Linked DNA regions of Triticum aestivum: region 1 is linked to region 2. Evidence: chromatin contacts called from public Hi-C data. All regions are on one chromosome and are shown on one strand. The core of a region is the stretch at or near the end of the contact, and the rest is flanking DNA. Distances in the headings are between cores, read along the strand shown. Region 1 has its middle 9.7 kb from the start of LOC100682427. Region 2 holds the start of LOC123147405 (dihydrolipoyllysine-residue acetyltransferase component 1 of pyruvate dehydrogenase complex, mitochondrial).

Region 1 (5,363 bases), core at 2,760-5,259, 500 kb after region 2:
CAAAAATAAATTTTATTCATTGGGTTGCCTCCCAACAAGTGCTATCGTTTTATGCCCCTAGCTAGGCATAATGCAAAGATTCAAGTATCGTCATCTTTATTTTCCAACTCCTCAATCAAACACTTAGAATTCTTCAGGGATTTAGCATACAAATTTTCAATAACAACGTTCCTAGGAACTAGTTTAAAGAATTCATTCTTGCAAAAATCCGGGTGAATACTAATCATCTTAAGATCTTCCTTGTTACTATTAGAAGTTGCACCCTTGTTTTTAGTGACTTGAGTAATCTTGCCAATTTTTACCAGAGTATTTTCAATAGATCTAGTGGAGGAAAAATCCGTGCTTAGATTACTAAAAGTTTCTTCCAATTTATCAATCCGAGAAGGGCTTTCTTCAATTCTTTCATGAATTATGGTTCCCTTCTCTTTTAGCAATTTAAAATTTTCTCCTGCTTTTGACCCAATTTTACTAGCAAGATTATGCATCTTTTTATCCAAGTTTTCAATATGCTCTTCCATAAGCATTTTCTTTTCAATAGCATCTAGCCTTTCCATAACATGCTCGAGAGTTAAAGTTGTTTCATTAACCATAAGAGGTAGTGATCCCACTAAATTTCCCATGGCATTAAAAGCATCAAGAGAGGTACACATCAAGAAATTTCCACCGGTAATCGTATCAAGGACGAATCTATATCAAGTAGTGATGCCCACATAAAAACAGGGAACAATAACAACGGTAGATTGCTTACGAATAGATCTATTATGAGAATTGCAAATCCTATACCAAGCATCTTTTAAATTCTCCCCTCCCCTTTGTTTAAATTTAAGAGCCTTGTTCTCGGGGGTGCACGCAATAGAGGAAGAACTATCAATAACGACAAAAAGTGGCAAACAAAATTGCACACAAAAACATATCTGACGAGAAAACGGCGAACGAAAAAGAGGGCGAATAAAACGGAAAATTTTGTGAAGTGGGGGAGATAAAAAGAGAGGCAAATGGCAAATAATGTAAATTGCAAGCAGATAAGATTTTGATTAGGAACCTGGTAGATGTTGAGGATGTCTCCCCGGCAACGGCGCCAGAAATTCCTTCTGATGCAGCTTGAACAATGTCGGTATTTCCCCAAAGAGGAAGGGATGATGCAGCACAGCTACGGTAGGTATTTCTCTCGGTGATGAGACCAAGGTTATCAAAGTAGTAGGAGAACCACACAACACTACATGAACGGCACCTGCACACAAAGAACAAATACTTGCAACCCGACATAAAACAGGGGTTGTCAAACCCCCCCCCCCCTCCCCCGAGTAAAAGATAGGTAAAATTTGTAGTAGATTGGATAAATAGATCTCGCAGCAACGCGAGATAAAATAAATAACAATAAATTTCAGCAACATTTGGGTTTTTGGATTAATAGATCTGAAAATAAAAGCAAATAAAAATAGATCTCGAAGGCAAATATGATAAAGAAGATACCCGGGGGCCGTAGATTTCACTAGTGGCTTCTCTCGAGAAAAATAGCATTAGGTGGATAAACAAATTACTATTGGGCAATTGATAGAACTTCAAATAATCATGACGATATCCAGGCAATGATCATTATATAGGCATCACGTCCAAGATTAGTAGACCGACTCCTGCCTGCATCTACTACTATTACTCCACACATCGATCGCTATCCAACATGCACCTAGTGTATTAAGTTCATGGAGAAACGGAGTAATGCAATAAGAATGATGACATGATGTAGACAAGATCTACTCATATAGGAGTAGACCCGATCTTGTTATCCTTAATAGCAACGATACATATGTGTCGTTTCCCCTTCTGTCACTGGGATCGAGCACCGTAAGATTGAACGCATCACAAAGCACCTCTTCCCATGGCAAGAAAAATCGATCTAGTCGGCCTAACTAAACAAAAGATTCGAAGAAAAAATACGAGGCTATAAGTAATCATGCATATAAGAGATCAAAAGACTCAAATAACTTTCATGGATAAAAACACAGATTTGATCGTAAACTCAAAGTTCATCGGATCCCAACAAACACACCGGAAAGAGCGTTACATCAAATAGATCTCCAAGAGACCATTGTATTGAGAATCAAAAGAGAGAGAGGAAGGCATCTAGCTACTGACTACGGACCCATAGGTCTATAATGAACTACTCACGCATCATCGGAGAGGCACCAATGAGGATGATGAACCCCTCCGTGATGGTGTCTAGATTGGACATGTGGTTTCTGGAACTTGCGGCGGCTGGAATTGTTTTTCGTCGACTCTCCTAGGGTTTCTGGAATATTGGGGTATTTATAGAGCAAAGAGGCGGTGCGGGAGGCCACCAAGGTGGGCACAACCCACCAGGGCGCGCTTGGGCCCCCAGGCGCGCCAAGGTGGGTTGTGCCCCCTCGGGGCACCCCTCTGGTACTTCTTTTTCCCATCGCGTGTCTTCTGGCCGAGAAGCTAAAGTCGTCGGCACGGAAAAACACCGAGTTGCTCGCCGAGGTGCAAAAAACTCATGAAGCTGCTCAGGCGCGCGTCAGTATTGTGGAAGGGGACCTTTCGTTCTATATCATTGAATGTGACACACTGAAGGTTTCCCAAGGGAAGGATGACGCCGAGATCAGGCGGCTTGATCAAGAGCCCCAAGAGGCAGCTTCTCGAGCTGATGCGGTGAAGGAGGAACTCCGACAGGCTATGGAAATTGCTTCTGCTAAGCCCTATCTTTTGTAGTGTGTCTTTAGCCGTTGAGCCTTCCCGGAGCTATTGCAACTATGGCACATGTCAGGTGCCTTCTCAGACCTTCCTCGCAGCGTGGGAGGCATGTCAGCACTTCAGGGCGCGCACCAACCCGACTAACGACCAACAAAGGTCATTTTGGCTGAAATTCCAAGACCCGACGCATCCCCAAGTCTTCGGCGACAAGCTGAAGAAGTTGGCAGAGCTTCCACGGGCTGCCAAGCCTGCCATGAAGGATCTTTGCAAGGCCTTGTGGTCGAGCAATCCTCTGCCCACGAGCTGCTTCGGGTTGGTGCACGGGCTCCAAGAAGCAAGCGCATAGGTCGACTTGTGGAAGAAGTCAGCGTGCATCGAGGGTGCGCGGCAGTCTTTTGCAGCCGTGCAAGCATACTACCCGAAGATGGACATGGAGCAGATTGCCGGTTAGTGCCCAAAGTGGCAAGACAAGGAGGTGAAGCCCGGGAAGTACTTTGAGAAGGTGTGGCCAGCTGCTCGGATAGCCGAGAAGGATTGAGTCTATTCTAGAAAATCTCGATTAGACTTGCACTATGTTTCATCGGTATGCCAAGATGTAAATATAAAAGACAAATCATTTTGAAATTGCCTGTGACCCACATGTCATGCACCCCAGAAGACGTCGAGACGGTGAGGCATTAGATTACGCGATCGGACGATGGGAAGGCGCCAGACTGACAATGCGCTGCACGGGAGGATCGGATGACGCAAAGGGTGTCCGAGCAATGCCCTAAAAGACGAGCAGCATCTTTTAAAGGAGTAATGCCTAACGATGCCTCAAGTAAGTGGGTGTAAAAATATAGTCCCACGTTTTCCTAACAGTTTGACTTTCCTTTTGGCTAAGTCAATCAGTACATGCAATTCAATAAATAGTACTTCCTCCGTAAACTAATATAAGAATGTTTAGGTCACTACTTTAGTAATCTAAACGCTCTTATATTAATTTACAGAGGGAGTATTGCTAACCAGCCATATGTATGTATAAGCAAGGAATACAAAAGATTTGTTAGTCCAGTGTCGACATACGGCATGTACATTGCTTTCCAGTATAGCAATATGAAGGAGATATTTGACATGTCACCATCTATCTACCCTATCTGCTCATCCATGCTATCCCATCAAGATTGTTCCTTTCCTCTCTTTTTCCAGCGATGGAGAAAGAAGTTGATGACATGACCGGTTAACCTTCCCATATCGGCTAATATAGCCGAGAAAAAAAAACTAAAAAATTAGGTAGCCTTACGCGGACAGCGACACACCAATCCATATCCCTCCTCCCCGAGAGAATCATGCATATGAAACTAATTTGTGTGCACAACACCAACCCAGTGGAATTGTTGTGACATCGACGGCAGCACAACTGCACTTGCAATTAATCATCAGAACCCGGCCAAGCCCAAGCACAACGGTTGTTTCCACTTCTTAAATCTCCATGCATGGATACAGTGCTACTAGTACTATGTATGCCCCGAACTGGGGATTTGCTTGATGAATGTAGTGCCATTTGCATGTCCATGCCCACTTCCAGCTACACCAAGGATCATGTTCACAGATCGATGTACTATGACCCTAGGTAGCTAGAAAAGGCATGTTGCTCTGTTTGAGAGAGCTCGAGACTACGACGATGCGTCTCCACTTGTAGCGATAGATGAGCGGTATCTATCTACCTATCACGACAGCGCATCACATTCATATCATCTCATGCCTCATGTCCGAGTGCAGTCAATAATGGCACCCAATAATCTGGCGCTACGAGTCGTTTTGGATCGACAGAAGACAGGGTCCGGTGGCCCGGGACGTCGACCCGCTGGCGATCTCTGGGCCGCCGACCGCTCATCGGACGGTGGACGGCCCCAACAAGTGGGCGGCGGCACGTGGGCGGGCACGTGAAGCGGCCCCCGCCCGGCGATGTGAACGTCGCTCAGGCGGCGGCCATGGAATCGCCGGCGGTCAGTTTCGGTTGGTCGCCGTCGACACGTACGCCGCTTGTTCTTGGTATATATGTTCGTGGTGGATAAGGCTTGAAAGCATGCATCCACTGTGCATGCATGTCTCAGTTAAAGATGGAAAACGAAGATGAAAAAGAAATGTTCACTGTTGGAGCTTCTGGAGAGTGGTGAGCTAGTGGTCAGTGATTAGTTGATTTAATGCTCTCTTTATTGATTTATTTATTTTTGGGAATCCTTTGGTCCCTCTTTCACTGGCATATTGGCACAGATAAGGCAAACTAGGTGCTTTGCTTGGTAGCTACACGAAAGGTGGTTTACCTTATCTAGCAAGTACTAGCTTTTTTATTTATCCTCGTAGAAATACGTACCAAAGCACTCCCTTCGTCCTAAAATATAAGTGTTGCTGATTTTGTACTAATATTGTACTAAATAAACGACATTTATTTTGAGACGGAGGGAGTAGTAATGTACAATAGGTTTATAAGTCGGGCATGAATTTTTAGGCCATCAATTTGATTAGTAAAACATGTGTTATATGCCACATAAAATATATTCTTAGATCCGTCATCGAATCAAGTTTCTATATATATATTTGTGACATATTACAAATGTTTCGCTAGTCAAATTGAACATGTAAAAACTTGTGTATGACGTACAAACCCA
Region 2 (5,492 bases), core at 2,947-5,446:
CAAGACTTCTCCCATGTCCTCAAGAACAAAAGTTAAACATATTCATGCTCAAGATCAGAGGGGTATTGAATAGCATAATAGATCTAAACATATAATCTTCCACCAAGTAAACCGGCTAGCATCAACTATAAGATGTAATCAACACTACTAGTCACCCACAGGTACCAACCTGAGGTTTTGATACAAAGATTGAACACAACAGATGAACTAGGGTTTTGAGATGAGATGGTGTTGTTGAAGATGTTGATGAAGATTGGCCCTCCCACGATGAGAGAGTTGTTGGTGATGACGATAGCTTCTATTTCCCCCTCCCGGAGGGAAGTATTCCCGACGGAATCGCTCTGCTAGAGAGCAAAATTGCTCTTGCCCAAGTTCCGCCTCAAGACGGCAGTGCTCCATCTCGAAAGTCCTCTCTTTATTTTCTAGGGCAAATGGCCTTATATACCAGAAGATGGGCACCAGAGGTTGGCCAGGGGCCCACTACCCACCAGGGCGCGCCAGCGGGGTAGGAGTGCCCTGGTGCCTAGTGGGCACCTGGGTGGCCCCTTCTGGTATTTCTTTTCTCCAATATTTTATATATTCCAAAATAAATCTCTGTAAAATTTTAGCTCATTTGGAGATGTGCAGAATAGGTATCTTTGACATAGCCTTTTCAAGTCCAGAATTCCAGCTGCCGGTAATCTCCCTCTTTGTGTAAACCTTGCATATTATGAGAGAAAAGGCATTAGAATTACTCCACAAAGTGTTATATTGAATACAAACACTATAAATAACAGTAGGAAAATATGATGCAAAATAGACGTACCAACCAACGATTTCTTACGGTTGTGAGATTTCTGAAGACGGTGTTGTGCTCGCCAGAATAGAGATTGAACTAGCTGGGGATGGCGTGCCTTCCTCATTGGAGATTTTTTTTAGCATTGCTTCATGAGGTACCTACCCTTGAGCGTATGACGAGTCTACCTTGCAGGCTATCAAGTTTTTGTAGCATTTGTAGTGGTGTATGCTTTACTCGGCTTCTGGCCTATTTATGGTCGGGTTTGCCGGGTAGCTTTCACGTGTTGTTGCTGGGATGCTAGATGGTCGTAATTTCTGGGTGCATTATGCCGCCACTCTTGGTGTGTTGTTGGTGGGCGGGGAGGAGGGCGCCGTGGAGACTGGTTTGCGGTATGTGCGGGGCCCCATTGTGGTATTCAGTTTGTCTGGCATGGCGTATCTATGCCTTGCTCGGCTGTTAGACAATTGTGGTGTTGCCCATCCGACAAAACAATTAATAGCGTGTTGTTGACAGGGTATTGGACCATAAGTAGTTTCTTGTTCTGGTGTCCCAGGTACTCTCGGTGTGCCGTCGACGGTCGTTGGGGGTGTCATTGTAGAGGCTAATTCTCGGTGCCGCGCCCGATGTCGTGCTACTTGGTTTTTCTGGCTTGGTGTTTCCCGGGTCATTCGTGCGTGCGTGGAGAGATCTGTTGATTCCATTCCGGCTTTTATTTGGGCATCAAGCCGTTGATCTGGTGTTGGTGTACTTGCATCTATTGGTTGCAGCCATTTGGATGGACAACAAATGTGTTGTTGGTCGACCACCTGGTGATGGTTTTGTTGGTGGAGGGTAAGTTCTTTTTAGATCCAAAACGGAGGAGTATCAAGCTAGCATCAAGCAACAAGTTTGGGCTTGGATTGTTGTTCACGTTTTCGTCAACAAAACTACTTTGTGCACGACGGTTGGTGGTCGATCTATGGACGATGCAATATCAGACGCTATTCTGAATGCTGCTTCCTCACACCAATGGTGTGATTAACATCATCATGCATAAAATTGGCTAGATGTCGTCGTGTGTATAGCAGGTCTCTTTCATCAAGGACATTGCATAGAGTTGTTTTATAATAGTTATGTTTTTCTGAAGTGATGAAATTGTTTGATTCTCGGCTTGCCATGAGCAGTGTCCCGTGCAAGAATATCAAGTGTGCCTAGGTGGGCATCGAGAATCCAGTCGCTGGGCTTCAACCTTTAAGGGGCCCCTAGCTAAAGACCTCGTTGTTTAGCCTACGCAATTTGACTGTATGGTCTTCGTCATTTTCCTTAAGCATCATCATCAACCATTGCATGTTTGGAATAGTTATTGTTAGGATCATCATCAGGATGTCAATGAAAGGGAACATATGAGAAAGTATAGTATCTGATGCTATGGACTATTGTCCTATTGACCTATGTTTAGTGATAAAGCCATTATGTTTGTCTCTTTGTGCAATATTGTCTATCATCATTTTTTTTGCCGTAGCACACATTACTTACAAGTTATACCAGGCCAATTGTATGTAAACTAAGATTGCTTATTAATACATCATGGGGCACGTTGGACATTCATCATGCGGACTAAAGCTTTATACCAAAGCTAATTGAATGTAACTTGCATCTATTGTATGTATTCACTACTTTGTGGAGAAACCACTTACATAACAAACCAATGCAGCTTATGAGTAACATCACATTATTTGGCATTTAACGCCAACAATGAATTGCATACAAGCTGATCTCCTATGCGGCAGACTTCTGAGTTGCCAAGTTTGACACCCGTGGTCGAGCCCGACTCTAACATCCCATGACCGACAGTCCTCCATGTCCGAGGCATGGCTGAGTTTGACTCTGACACCCATGTTTGAGTTTGACTCCCACAAGTCGAGCCTGTCTTCCATATCCTGACTTCGTCTTCCAAAGGCTGGGCTCAACTTCCACAGGCCGAGTCTGATTTCCATCGCCTGAGCCTGACTTTACGGAGGCCAAGTACGACTTCCATAGCCCCGTCTGGCTTCCCTAGCCTGAGCCCACTTTTCATAGGCCGAGTCCGACTTACACACGCCGAGTACATCTTCCAAACGACGAGTCCGACTTCCACCTCCCAAGCTCGACTTCCATATGCCAAGTCCGACTTATCCAGGTCGGGTCGGACTTCCACGACCCAAGTTCAATTTTCATCGCTAGCCCGACTTTCACATCCCGGTTGCGATCTAGAAATGCTGGTCCCCTCTTGCATGCAAGCTATTCATGTGGCTGGCAGTGCAACATCGCCGCTGGACATCTGACAGAAGGACGATGCACGGGCTGCAGGACCAAATCTCGCCATGTTACTTATGTGAGCAAGAAGTAGACACTTTGGATCACATTCTGTTCCAATGCTCCTTCACGAGACAGGCGTGGTTCCGATGTTTTTTGCGGTTGAGGATTAACCTAACCTTGATCCCATCCAATGAGGCCACCGTGGAGGGGTGGTGGTGCTCTACCTGCAAGAGCGCGTCCCGAAAGTGCACCGCAAGGGGTTCGACACCATAGTCATGCTTATCTGTTGGTGTCTTTGGAAACAGCGCAATGCTAGAGTATTCGCGAGCGGCATCATACGCAACGACCGGGACAAGGTAGACTGGATCTTTCAAGAACTGAGCCTTTGGAAGAAGGCGGGAGCGACAAGAGTGCCAAACTTTAGCGAGTAGCTGCGTGAGTGAGTAGGAGTGGAGGTGGTGTTGTGCGCCGAGCTGTGGTCTACAACTAACATGTAATGTATTGTACATATATTTCTGCCTTCTATAAAGCTAAGGTACGCCTTTGGCGTACTCTCGAAAAGAACATGTCGAGTCCAACTTTCACATCCCGAATCCTACTTCCACATACTAGATTTAAAGGAGGCCAAAATTGACCATTTCAATTAGAGGTGCTATCAGGTAATGATTTTCCTTTTAATTATGGTTCTTTTCTATCTACGTATAATTGTATGAAAATGTTAGATTTAACTCAGCCTTGTCTATAAACAAAAATGTGTCAATTTCTTGCCTTACTTCTTGGCTGCGTTTGGACTCTGCGTCATTTGACGCAACGGGTCATCTAGTTTATCAGAGGGTCCCCATGCCACGCTATGAAGCAGCAGCCTGATTAAGAGTTAAAATGATGACACGTTGATAACAGCGAGCAGGCGGATTGGAACGTTGATACATGCTGGATGGTTGTAGATGTCAAATTGTGAGGGGCTCTTGCAGCTACTGGGTTTTATTATTTTTTAATTCCTCTGCAAAACATTCTTCCGAATGCTCGTTCAAAAAAGTCAATCTAATTTCCAGAGAATCTTGTAACTTTAAAAGTTATAAAGTGATCTAAAGAATAATAAAGAATAATCAGAGGTAAAGTGGCTCTTTGCTCGGCCCGGCCCGGCCCTGAATAGCCCTCCCTCGGTCAGTTGTACCGGCCAGACCTCCTTCCTCTCCAAGAGTCAATCTCGACGGGGTACCATCGATTTCCTAAATCCGGCGCCGCCGAAAGTGCCTCTCCGCCCTACCTCGCCGCGTCGTCTCCTCTCCGCCCTACCTGACCGGTGTTCAGGCCGCCGCCGTCATGCTCCTCCGGACGCGCCGCTGCCTTCCTGCCGCTCTTTCCCGCGCAGCCGTCCATCCACGCGTCTCCCCTGCGCTGCCCTCCCCTGGAGCCCCGCGACAACATGGCCCCGTGGCCGTGGCGAACCAGGGGAGCGCACTCGAGCCCCGATCTGGACCGATCGATTGGGTTCGGAGCTCCACGATGGCCCGAGCGAATCCGGCAACGCTGTTCCCAGCATCCACTGGGGGACATTACAGGGTTAGTCAAAAGTTTAATCCATTTTCTCGCGTAATTGTGTACTCATCTGGTATTTCCACTGCAGATTGGTATGCAGGCCCGATGGTTCTCGTCGGCAGGTAGAGTGTTCTAACTTTAACATGGTCTCAGGGGAATGCATGTGTTTTTTTTTCTTCAGAGAAACATATGCAGTTATGCACGTGCGCTTTCGGTGGAGATGTTTTTTTCTAATATTATATGCACTAGAATTAATTTGTGCATCCATTTTTATTGCATATAAACAAGCCATGCAAATGTTTAATACTCCCTCCGTCACAGTTTACAAGTCCTACACCTATACCTAGGTTGCCAATTTTATCACCCTAATATAAACTATATAACACAAAAATTATACCTTTTGAAAATAGAACATCTGAAGTTTATATTGGTATATTTTTTGTAATATATGACTTGTATTAGGTTAGTCAAATTGACGACCTAGGGGTACGCGCACGCCCTGTAAACTGAGAGAGAGGAAGTAGCTTATGGATCCTGTGCAATTCATCTCTGCCTGAATTTGCGTCAACTGAACTCTGAAATGCAAATGCCTGATTGTGAACTTGAACCTCATGGAAATGCCAGTTTTTTTTTTCCGATTTAGACTATTAGTGCTTCCTGATCGTTGTTCAATATAATTGGTAAACAACGACATAAGTTCATGCGCAGCCAAGGGAAGGTAGTAGCCTGAGGACTCTTAATTCTACGTATTATCTCGATGACAATTACTATTGAATCCCGAGCACATCCTTTTGTCACACTATGTACTTGTGCCATCACATCCTCTCTCTTTTATTACATTTGCAACTTAATTTTCAAGTGAAGATGTACTTGAACATTTATAGCGAATAATGTCCAT

Evidence for each region. Hi-C and Micro-C count contacts between places; a contact is called where the count stands out from the background.
Region 1: a contact with region 2 is called in a Hi-C map of leaf, with 3 times the contacts expected there. The contact joins the enhancer-like site here to the promoter of LOC123147405 in region 2. A contact is called at or near these places in 2 of 5 Hi-C or Micro-C datasets (both in leaf).

Annotation. Positions count from the first base shown.
Region 1 is chr7A:434,628,187-434,633,549 of IWGSC CS RefSeq v2.1, forward strand. No RefSeq gene overlaps it. Among protein-coding and RNA genes, the nearest start is that of LOC100682427, 9.7 kb to the right of the region's middle. Within about 2 kb of position 4,010, at least 3 of the 8 cell types and tissues checked have an H3K27ac peak or open chromatin away from gene starts, as enhancers often do. A contact at or near this core is called in leaf, where this site is marked.
Region 2 is chr7A:434,132,340-434,137,831 of IWGSC CS RefSeq v2.1, forward strand. It overlaps LOC123147405 (dihydrolipoyllysine-residue acetyltransferase component 1 of pyruvate dehydrogenase complex, mitochondrial), which reads left to right and starts at 4,197. Exons shown (of 17, transcript XM_044566643.1): 1 at 4,197-4,618; 2 at 4,683-4,716. The coding sequence starts at 4,379.